Regions from separate parts of the Mus musculus genome. Here region 1 is linked to region 2. A link is a contact called in public Hi-C data. All regions are on one chromosome and are shown on one strand. Each heading gives the region's core, a stretch centred on a gene start, on an enhancer-like site or on the middle of the called end of the contact. The rest is flanking DNA. Distances are from core to core; before and after follow the strand shown.

Evidence for each region. Hi-C and Micro-C count contacts between places; a contact is called where the count stands out from the background.
Region 1: a contact with region 2 is called in a Hi-C map of forebrain, with 2.4 times the contacts expected there. The contact joins two enhancer-like sites. A contact is called at or near these places in 6 of 484 Hi-C or Micro-C datasets (the AML12 cell line, the HL-1 cell line, embryonic stem cells and 2 more) and 3 of 9 other capture datasets (adipose tissue, liver and pancreatic islet).

What each region holds. Positions count from the first base shown.
Region 1 is chr3:28,637,760-28,643,060 of GRCm38.p6, forward strand. Tnik (TRAF2 and NCK interacting kinase) reads left to right here. Exons shown (of 33, transcript NM_026910.1): 23 at 629-758. Among named protein-coding and RNA genes, the nearest start is that of Gm52603, 47 kb to the right of the region's middle. Within about 2 kb of position 1,407, at least 26 of the 459 cell types and tissues checked have an H3K27ac peak or open chromatin away from gene starts, as enhancers often do. A contact at or near this core is called in forebrain, where this site is marked.
Region 2 is chr3:28,556,635-28,561,429 of GRCm38.p6, forward strand. It overlaps Tnik (TRAF2 and NCK interacting kinase), which reads left to right. Exons shown (of 33, transcript NM_026910.1): 9 at 405-483. Among named protein-coding and RNA genes, the nearest start is that of Gm52603, 130 kb to the right of the region's middle. Within about 2 kb of position 1,872, at least 82 of the 459 cell types and tissues checked have an H3K27ac peak or open chromatin away from gene starts, as enhancers often do. A contact at or near this core is called in forebrain, where this site is marked.

The sequences.
Region 1 (5,301 bases), core at 157-2,656, 81 kb after region 2:
CAGATCAAAAAGAAATCTTTCCTCAAAGGAAGTAGATGGCTTTCTTTAGGATAAAACCCAATTCCAGCTTTTCCCACATCATATCATACACACACACACACACACACACACACACACACACACACACACACACATTAAAGAATTATAAATGGCAGTAAGAAATGTTAAAGAATAAAGGCTAGTGGGACTGGGCATAGATAGTTCTTGAGACAGTATTTTAGATAAAGTATCTATCTCTTGGAATAAAAATAGAGGAAGGAGAAGAAGCCAGACAACAGACAAGTAGAGGAAACACCAAGTAGAAAGGCAGGGCAAGGTTCCCTTTGTCAAGAAGGTTGGGGGGCATGGTGGATGTCTCTGCTGATTCCATCATTTTTCCTTGGAAATCAGGAAGCTCTCAGAGTCTGAGTTGAGAACAGGGTGGAAAATAGCTTAAGATGCTCCAGAAATGGAAACTCCAACCTAGGCGCGTTAAATACAGAATATTCTCGAAGTCGCTGCAATAATCACATGAATAATGTTAGTGGCAAATTTTATGTCATGTGCATTTACTGCAATAAGAAGTGAGGGCAGGAAGTGGTATTTCCCCATGTTTGCACATTGGCATGACTCTTCTTTCCCACCTCAGACCCACCGGAGCTCCAGGGAACAATGAGCAGTACAACATGGGGATGGTCGGGACACATGGGCTGGAAACTTCGCATGCGGACACCTTTGGCGGCAGCATTTCAAGAGAAGGAACCTTGATGATCAGAGAGGTAAGTTGGTGCAGCAGCTGTCAGAAGGACATACCTTCCTTAAATGACTTTCCTATTCAAACTTTTACATAGGATGCTTATGCATATATTATAAGTGTTCTGGCTAAACAGGAGGATAGGAACCTAAGAGTCTTAAGTGGATGAGTGATTTTAATTATCTGCTGTCTTTTTTTCTGGGTCTTCCCAAGTTTCTGCAAAGTGACTTAATTATGCATTAGTCCCCATTCTTCAATAGGAGCTATGCAAATGTGATTATAAAATCTGAGCCTGAGGACATAAAACTAGAAAGCACAGATGTCCTCAACACCAGGAAAACAGAAGTGAATGGCCTTTATTAATAGCAAGAATAGTTTTTCGAGTCTCTTCCCCCATGAATGGTTTGTTCCTTATGGATTTCATATAAAATGCTCAGTAATGCCAAGAAACTGTGCTAGAGAACAAAGAAACACAGAAGTCAACTAGGAGGCGTATCTTTGGCATTTATTTTTATCTTTAAATTTTGAGGTTTAAAAAAAATTAGTTACTTTCATGTGTATGGGTGTTTTGCCTACATGTATGTCTGTGTACCAGGTGCATGTCTAATGTCTACAGAGACAAGAAGAGGGGGTTGGATCTGCCTGGAGTTGCAGGCACTTGTGAGCTGTCATGTGGATTCTGGGAATGGAGCCAGTCCTCTGGAAGAACAGCTAGTGCTCTTAAATGCTGAGTCTCCCTCCAGCCCTTGGGAAGGTTTTTTTTTGTTGTTGTTGTTCATTAAGTCTGGGAACATGGCTTCATTTTTTGGGAAGCACATGTTCCCCTTCACCTTTCACTGAGCTCCCCGCTGTATCTTTGTTAACCTGAAGTGCCCCAAGAAATTGGAAGCCATCTTCTGTCTTCATTTTATGTGATTTTGAAAGTAATGACAAGTAACATTGAGAAATGTTGACATTCGTACCCCTGCATCTGTTTTGGTCCTCTGTAAAACTTCATCAATGGGTTACAGAACTGGATCCATGTATAAACTGCTTACCACTTGAGTATGAAGACAAGAACTTGGATCCCCAGAACCCTCAAAAAAGCCAAGCAGGTTGGGCAGCCGCTTGAAATCTCAGCACTCAGGAGGCAGAGGCAGGGACTCCCTGGAACAATCTCCTTACTTAGACTGGCCAGAATTGGCAGGTTCTGGGTCTGGGGAGACACTGCCTTAACTAATAAAGGGGAGATAAATAAAGGGTAGCACCTTGCATCATTTTTAGATGCGTGCACACACACGCACACCTTCATAAATAGTAGCATATTGTATAAAATGGCTGAGAACATGGAATTGGCTAGTAAGTAAATATAAGTGTTGATAAAAGTTCACTATTTGGGCTGGAGAGATGGCTCAGCAGTTAAGAGCACTGACTGCTCTTCCAGAGATTCTGAATTCAATTCCCAGCAACCACATGGTGGCTCACAACCACCTGTAATGGGATCTGATGCCCTCTTCTGGTGTGTTTGAAGCCAGCATAGTGTACTAACATACATTAAATAAATAAATAAATAAATAAATAAATAAATAAATAAATCAAGAAGAAGAAGAAGGAGAAGAAGGAGAAGAAGGAGAAGAAGGAGAAGAAGGAGAAGGAGAAGAAGGAGAAGAAGGAGAAGAAAGAGAAGGAGAAGAAGGAGAAGGAGAAGAAGGAGAAGAAGGAGAAAGGAGAAGAAAGAGAAGGAGAAGGAGGAGAAGGAGAAGAAAGAGAAGAAGGAGAAAGAAGAAGAAGAAGAAAAGAAGGACCAAGAAACAAATGCTCAAGAAGTAAGGGAGATTTTTTTAACATGTTTTCATTGGAAATTTTGTAAATCTGTCTCATAAGAAAAAGATATGGGCTGGTGAGATGGCTCAGTGGTTAAGAGCACTGACTGCTCTTCCAGATGTCCTGAGTTCAATTCCCAGCAACCACATGGTGGCTCACTACCATCTGAAAGGGGATCAGATGCCCTCTTCTGGTGTTTGAAGACAGCTACAAGTGTACTCATGTAAAATAAATAAATAAATAAATAAATAAATAAATACTTTTAAAAAGTAGTATATATTTTTTAAAGGTTCACTATTTTATTTTATTATCACCATAAACTCCAGTCTTCTCTAGCTTCTTACCATAGCCCACTCCTCCTTCTAAAGCATAGACAGACAGAATAGTCATCCTCCCTTCAAACAGGACAGGTCTAGGAAACTCCATTTACAGACTTTGCTCTCCAAAAGGACAGAGGGCCTCTAACAGTAGTAAGGAAGAAAGAAATGGTAGTTTCTAAATGAGTAAGACCTTCGAAGTAAAATTGGCAGTGCAGTTATAACTAGAAGACTAGCTCGAATAGCAACTTGCTGGAATTTTTATTTTATGCCCCTGTCAAATCTTTCAAGTAGACTTTAAAGAATGCTTCCCAAGTGTCAACAACATTTTTCTTTATACAGACAAGGCTTCTCACTGGCCTGGAGTTTTGTTTTGTTTTGTTTTTTACCAAGTCAGGTAAGCTGTCTGGCTAGTGAAGTCAGTGGTCCACCTATCTTGGCGTCCTAATTTCTGGAATTACATTCATCTTGGCAATTTAACTCGGGTCTTCAGGTGTGCAAGGGCAGCACCTTATTATCTAAGCCATCTCTTCAGTCCCAAAGTGTGAGGTCTTAAAATATCAAACTATTAATCAGATGCTTCAGATAGAGAAGAGAAGAAAGAAAGGAAAGGAGGGGAGGGGAGGGGAATGGAAAGCAGAGGAGAGGAGAGGAGAGGAGAGGAGAGGAGAGGAGAGGAGAGGAGAGGAGAGGAGAGGGAAGAGAGAAGAGTGCTGGTGGAGAAATAGGGACAGTCTATAAAGAAGTAGTTTGTGTGATTATGGAAGACAAAAATTCCAACGATCCTTGCACCTGTGGTAGTATGAGTCCCAGTGCAGAAGTGGGTAAAGATGAGATGTCTCAGCTCAAGTAGTGAGCAAGACTGAGACTAGGCAAGCCGTGGGCTGCAGGGATGGCTCAGTGGATAAGAAACATCTGCCACACAAGGATGAGGATCTCAGGGTGAAACCCCAGAAGCCATGTAAAGCCAGAATTGCTTGTGTGCAGATGTAACCAACATGCCTCTGTGGTGAAAGGACAAGCAGAGACAGGAGAATCCCCAAGGCTTGTGCTTCAACTAGCTTGGATTACACACCGCTAACCAACAAGAAATTGTCTAAATAAGCCAGAGGGTGAGGCCCAACACCCAAGCCTGTTCTTTGAGCTCTCTAGGTTGTGCTCCTCCGCTGTGGGCCCACATCCACAAATACAACCACGTGTATTCCACACAACATTTATTTTAAACATTTCTTCTTCTGCCTTTTGTTCTATTCTGGACCTCTTGGTTCCTGCTACCCCCGGGAATGATAATCCTGCTACTGATTCCACTAATTCAAAAGTTCGCCTTCTTGATGCTCAGTAACAGTGTGGCAGACATGCCTAGAAATAATATTTAATCTGCGTACCTGGTGGCTCAGTTAATTTGATACATAAGATCAACCATCAGATGAGCCCTGAGGTTTAAAAAGAAACCTATCAACAACACATATATTTAAAAATTAATTCAGGCTACAGTAAAAGAAAATAAAATTTACAAACTTCAATTGTATCTTGTTGTGATAAGATTTAGCTTATAGGATCCTGTGAGCTCACTTCCACAGGATGGACATCAGACACTCATTCAGCTTATTCTTCAGAGAATAGAAAGAAGAGCTCTGAAAGACTCTACTGGCCATGCTACCTAGGACTGTCCCACGCCTAGTGCCTTGGTGCTCTCCCTAGCTGCTGTCCTTCTGTGTCCTCCTGTCTTATCTTACACCTCCATGGAACCATTTTCCAGTCCACTAGAGTGTGCCACACCAGCCAGGTCTTACCAGCCAGCTCATCTCCAGTGTCCCATCTCCTGGAAATGCTATTTTGCTTTTTACTCCCTTCTATTCTTTTCTGCCTCAGCTTTCCTTTCTAGAAGCCTTTTCTGGCTGTCAAGGATAGCAGCGCTTTCCCGAAGCTCCTCATGTCCTCTCTAGTTTCTACCCACCTACCCCATAGAGTAATAACACTAGGTTATACCATGAAGCTTTTTATTATAAGTAAAAAAGAAAGGACACACTTTTACAGAGTTTTGGGGGGGAGTAGGGACTTGTAGATAACGCACACACAAAAAAAAAAGAATTGAAATTCACAAACTATTTATATTCATATTCCATGGAGGAACTCGAGGCACAGTTAGTGGGGTACCTATGTAGGGGTGGAAGCAGAAACTAAAGAGAGACAAGGGCTTCGGTGGCTCCTGCATGCACTCTGCCCTCAGCTTTGCTTGCCTCCTGCCCTCCCTGTCTCTCCACAATCCCCTTCTCTCTCCTTCTGCATACCTGCATCCTCATCTCTTCTTGTTCCATTACGAGATCATCACCATAATCTACTTGGGCTGCTGGCAAAACTTAATCCCCATCTCCCAGTATACATGGCCAATTCTCTTGGGAATTCCATCCCACTTGTTACAGGTTCCCTCTTCTGGTCCAATAAGCT
Region 2 (4,795 bases), core at 622-3,121:
CTGACTCCCTCTTCTGGAGTGTCTGAAGACAGCAACAGTGTACTTACATATAATGAATAAATAAATAAAATCTTTAAAAAAAATTACCCCAGCCACGCCAACATAGCTGTCACCTGATGGTGTTTATTTTGAATGGCAGGTGGCTAGTTGTTGACCCCGTGACTTGTTTTCCTTATGAAGTAAAGGTGTGACCCCGAGGGATGTTAATGTCTGTTTGAAATGTGTGTTTTATGAGATCCATCTAATTAGACATCAGCTCTTGATTGTCTGCAAGTTGGAAGCTTTGAGGTCCTGACCCCTTGCTCCCAAGAGCCTTATGGACATGTGCATACTTTGTGTGCGGCCAGGATGGTAGTGTGGGTGGCCTCTGACTGGCTCTGGTCCTTGTTTTTGGTCTCCTGCAGCCCTCTGTGACATGCATCCCATGAGAGCCCTCTTCCTCATCCCACGGAACCCTGCACCTCGGCTCAAGTCTAAGAAGTGGTGAGTTTGCTCCACAGTACTTTTCAGATCTGAGGGCGAAGCTTTCCTGTGATCTTTCACTTTTGTGTGTATGTGTGGACATGTGTCTGCAGGTGCACACACATGTGCTTGTATGTAGATGCCTTGGGTTGGCCTCTGTTATCTTTCACAGTTGCTTTCCTCCCTTACTTCGATAGACAAAGTGTTTTGTTATACCAGAGCCCCAGCCATCTTTCATAGGATTACAGGCACACGCTAGCACACCTGGCTTTCTACACGAGTGCTAGGGTTCTGAACTCAGTTCTCGTGCTTGAATGACAAGCACTGTAGCGACCACACCACCCACCCGGCCTCTCTCTGAGATCTTCTTTTGAGTTACCCCTGATCCCTAGGTCTTTCTGGCTAGATACTTTTTAAAAATGCATGCCACAGCTTGGTAGGTGACATTCTGTATGCCACCATTGATCTTGGACTTGAGGCTTGGCTACCTGCTGTCTATACAGCAGCTTGTTAACCCTATCCTCGAGGCAGGGAGCTATTAGCCAAAATGGAGCCCAAGTAATGGCACGAAAATGATGTGATTTACGACTGCAGGCTATGCTAGCCTGGCTGCACGGCACATTTCTTTGGAAAAGGTGATGATTTAGAGTCAGCCCATTCTATTCCTCAAGACAGTGGCTCCCTGCACGCCCACACAGACCTGCTAATGGTCCCTGTGATGTTTCTGGCATGAGCAATTGTGGTTCTTTGTGAGTTTTTTTTTTTTTCAGTCCCTTTCTTTTTGTGACAGGACATGCTGGCTTTCTATTTGGGGACAGGAGTACAACCTTTGTTCTTAATAAGCTTATCCTGACAAAAAGGTGACTTGTTCTAAAGAGAGCTACTACTTGCTACTCCCTGAGAACGGGGTAAGACAGGAGTGTGGATGGTGAGCAACCAGGTGAGGCTTGGAAATGGAGTCCTCAGGTTATGCCAAATGTTGCCTGTCACTTCTCTGTGTACTTACATTGGGGGTCTTTATGCTTTGTTATACGATGCCCCCCCCGTCTCCCCTGCTGCAGAAGTGGCACGGCCTCCTAATACATTCTTACATCTCCTCTAGCATTGGAGCCAATCCCTACCAGTCTGTGACCTCCTGTGATTTTATAGGCACAAGCCCTGAATAATTCAACTAAACAGGAACAAATTGTTTGTCCCTTTTCCTATGACTTAAGGCTCAGGCCCTTGACTGGCATCCTCCTGTTTCCCACCCACAGACACCACCCACCACATAGAGCAGGCTTAATTACTACCAATCAGCTGGTAATGACATGGCAACCCTGGCTCAACAGAGGAAAGGCACACAGAGGGGAAGGAAACAGAAAAGCCACAAGCAATGACAGTCTCTCAGTTGCCAGACCTGCAAGGGGATTGTGAGTTGCTATTGGTAACCAGGAGGCAAAGCCTTCCCTGCTCTCCTTCCTCTCAGAGGGTCACTGTGGGTAAGAGAAATGCATGTTCTCTCCCCAGCAACAGCCTTTCATTGGGTGCCACATAGCATGTGGTGACAGAGCGCAGGAGGGCCCCTCCTCACTCTTCTGAGATCTTTCTCTCCTTTCCTCCCTGGATCCGACTCCCAGAGAGAGGAGCCAGCTCCGTTCCTTCCCCTGGAAGCAACAGTGACTCTGCAAAGCTTGCTGCCTGCCAGATTTCTGCTTGTAATGTGCCAAGCTTCTGGGGGTGGGGGTTACTGTCTACCGTGGGCCTCACTTCCCATCCCCTCCTCTCCTGTCACTGCTCCGGGGAGGTATTTTAAGCCTTTCCACAGAAGAACAGGCTGGCCATCCGCAGGCATGTGTCATCTCATGGGCTACATTGACTACTTTATCATTTCTATAACAGATACCTGGCAAGATCAAGTTCAGAGAGGATGGTTTCCTTTAGGTCACAATTAAAGAAGGGATACAGCCCATTGTGGAAGAGGAACTAAGGCAGGGGTCATACTGTGTGCACAATCAAGAACACAGAGAGAGATGAGTGCTGATATTCAGCTGTTTTCATCCTCTTTTTTTTTTTTTTTTAATCCAGAGACTCCAAGCCCTGCATGGTGCTACACACATGGGGGATAGATCTCCCCTCCTAAGTAGAACCTAAAGCCTGCTCATTAATGGCATCCTCCCAGGTGTGTCTCTTAGGTAGTTCTAAACCCAGTCAAACTAACAATGAAGACTAGCCACCATATGGCCACTTCTTGTCACCTTGACCCTCGACTATAAAGCTCCACCTCTGGGCCCCAAACGCACATGATCGTCTCATGATGCAAAGTGCCTTTACCTCCTCTACACCAGTCTCCCGAATCTTAACAGCTCCATAACCTGTTGCTTAAAGGCCCAAAGCCTTTGCGATTCTCAAGGTATCTCTTAACTCGAAGACCTGTAAAATTAAAACCCAGCTCACATATTTCCAATATGAAGTAGCACAAAATAAACATTCTCGTTCCAATAGAGAGGGATAGATAAGGAGACTTTAAGGCCTGAGCTTAGCAGGGGAAACACAAAATCCTGAGGTTCAGTGTCAAGCATCCAAGGCTCCTGGTGGTGTCATCTGGTCTCCACCAGCCGTGCCTCTCCTACTCTGCCCACAGCACACATAGCCTCCCTTCGAATGGCTCCACTCCATACCTTTAACTCTCCTTAGTGGCTATCCCATAATCCCAGCAAAATCTAATATACTGAGTTCTGCCTTACAGATGAGGCTTCACTTCACGGCCTTACGCAATGGCTTTCGGGGCTCCTTGAAGAGAATCCTACTTTGCTGGTTACCTTTCAAAGCTCTTGCTACGGGTTCTCACAGTGCACACAGTGAGCTGGGTCCCTCCACATCAATCACTAATCAAGAAAATTCCCCCAAAGACTTGCCTGAAAGCCAGTCTCATAGAGGCATTTTCTCAACGACAGAGAGGTGTCCCTAGATGACATGGGATTGTGTCAAGTTGACAAAAAAATCTAGCCAGCACACACCCTACCCGCCCATCCGGACTATTTTTTAGAGTTCCATGCCTGCTGTTAGGCACTTTAGTTTTGAGATAGAACAAAGGTAGGGCTGTAGGGCTATAGGGCTGTAGGCGTGCGTGCGTGCGTGCGTGCGTGCGTGTGTGTGTGTGTGTGAGTGTGTGTGTGTGTGTGTGTGAGTGTGTGTGCCAAATGAAAATAATGATGATATAAAGTAGATGTCACAAAATATTTGAGATACATTGAACTGGTTAGTTTGTACTGTGACTGTATACTTCACCAAAATCAAAACCCAAACTGAAGCATGAGTTTTTTTAAATTAACCTGTTCTGTTCTGCTTCCCCAAATCCATCTACAGCAATCCCTTTAAACAATGCTGTGCAGCCACCTGCTACATAATAAAATTCGGGTTAGCAATGGACTCCATGTATGACAGTGGTGCCTTAAGACTGAACCACCTGGTGCCTCTGCAGCCATGTTGGCAGGAGCAGATAGGTTCTATGATGTTCCCATAATGACAAAGTCATCTTTCAAACTCTGCCACTGAACACTGCTCAGTGGTGCCCATTTTACTTAGCAGAAGTATGCGGGGGGAGCAATGTTTGATTTCCATGTCACAATCCTTAAGAAAGGATTTTTTTTCTTCCTTGAGTGTAGTGATGGTCAGAGAATGGTCAAGTGTCCCCATGGTCATGTCAGCACTAATCACAAGAGGCATTTAAAATGAATTAACATGTTTAATTGATACAGCAGTGTTTTAATGTATGCACTGTAGGCATCTATATTTGTAGCCAGGGAAGAGGGCGCAGAGAAGTCATTTGCCCTGAGCCACACAAGCGATGAAGCCCAAGGCAGAGAAAGGGGCTAGTTGTGAAAACTAAAAGAGATTTTCAATGCCAAAATTACCTGTATGGATATCATGTCTATCCAAAGCATCCATCCCTCCTGATCACAATGGCTAAAGTAACCAACTTCACTGTGTAACCAGGGTGACTCTGTCACCTCCTCAGACTGTGAGCATCAAGCATAGGCTATATTGATAACATTCCCGGAAGTTGTTATCTTTTTGTATTCTAAGAGACAAAGCTAAGTTACCAGCAGTACCACAAATTTACTTTTAAGCCACCGAAATACTGAGCAAACAGGTATTCAACTTCCATGAAGTTCTTTCACTTGTAATTAAATGTGCAATTAAACATATTGATTCCTTGGTCACAGCAACTTAGAAAATAAGTGAGCACTTCTTTAAAGACATGGGAGTTTGTTTTGGGGTCATTCTTGGTGGAAATGGGGCCCTGCTATGTAGTCCAGGTTGTCCCCAAATTCACTATATAACTTATAGC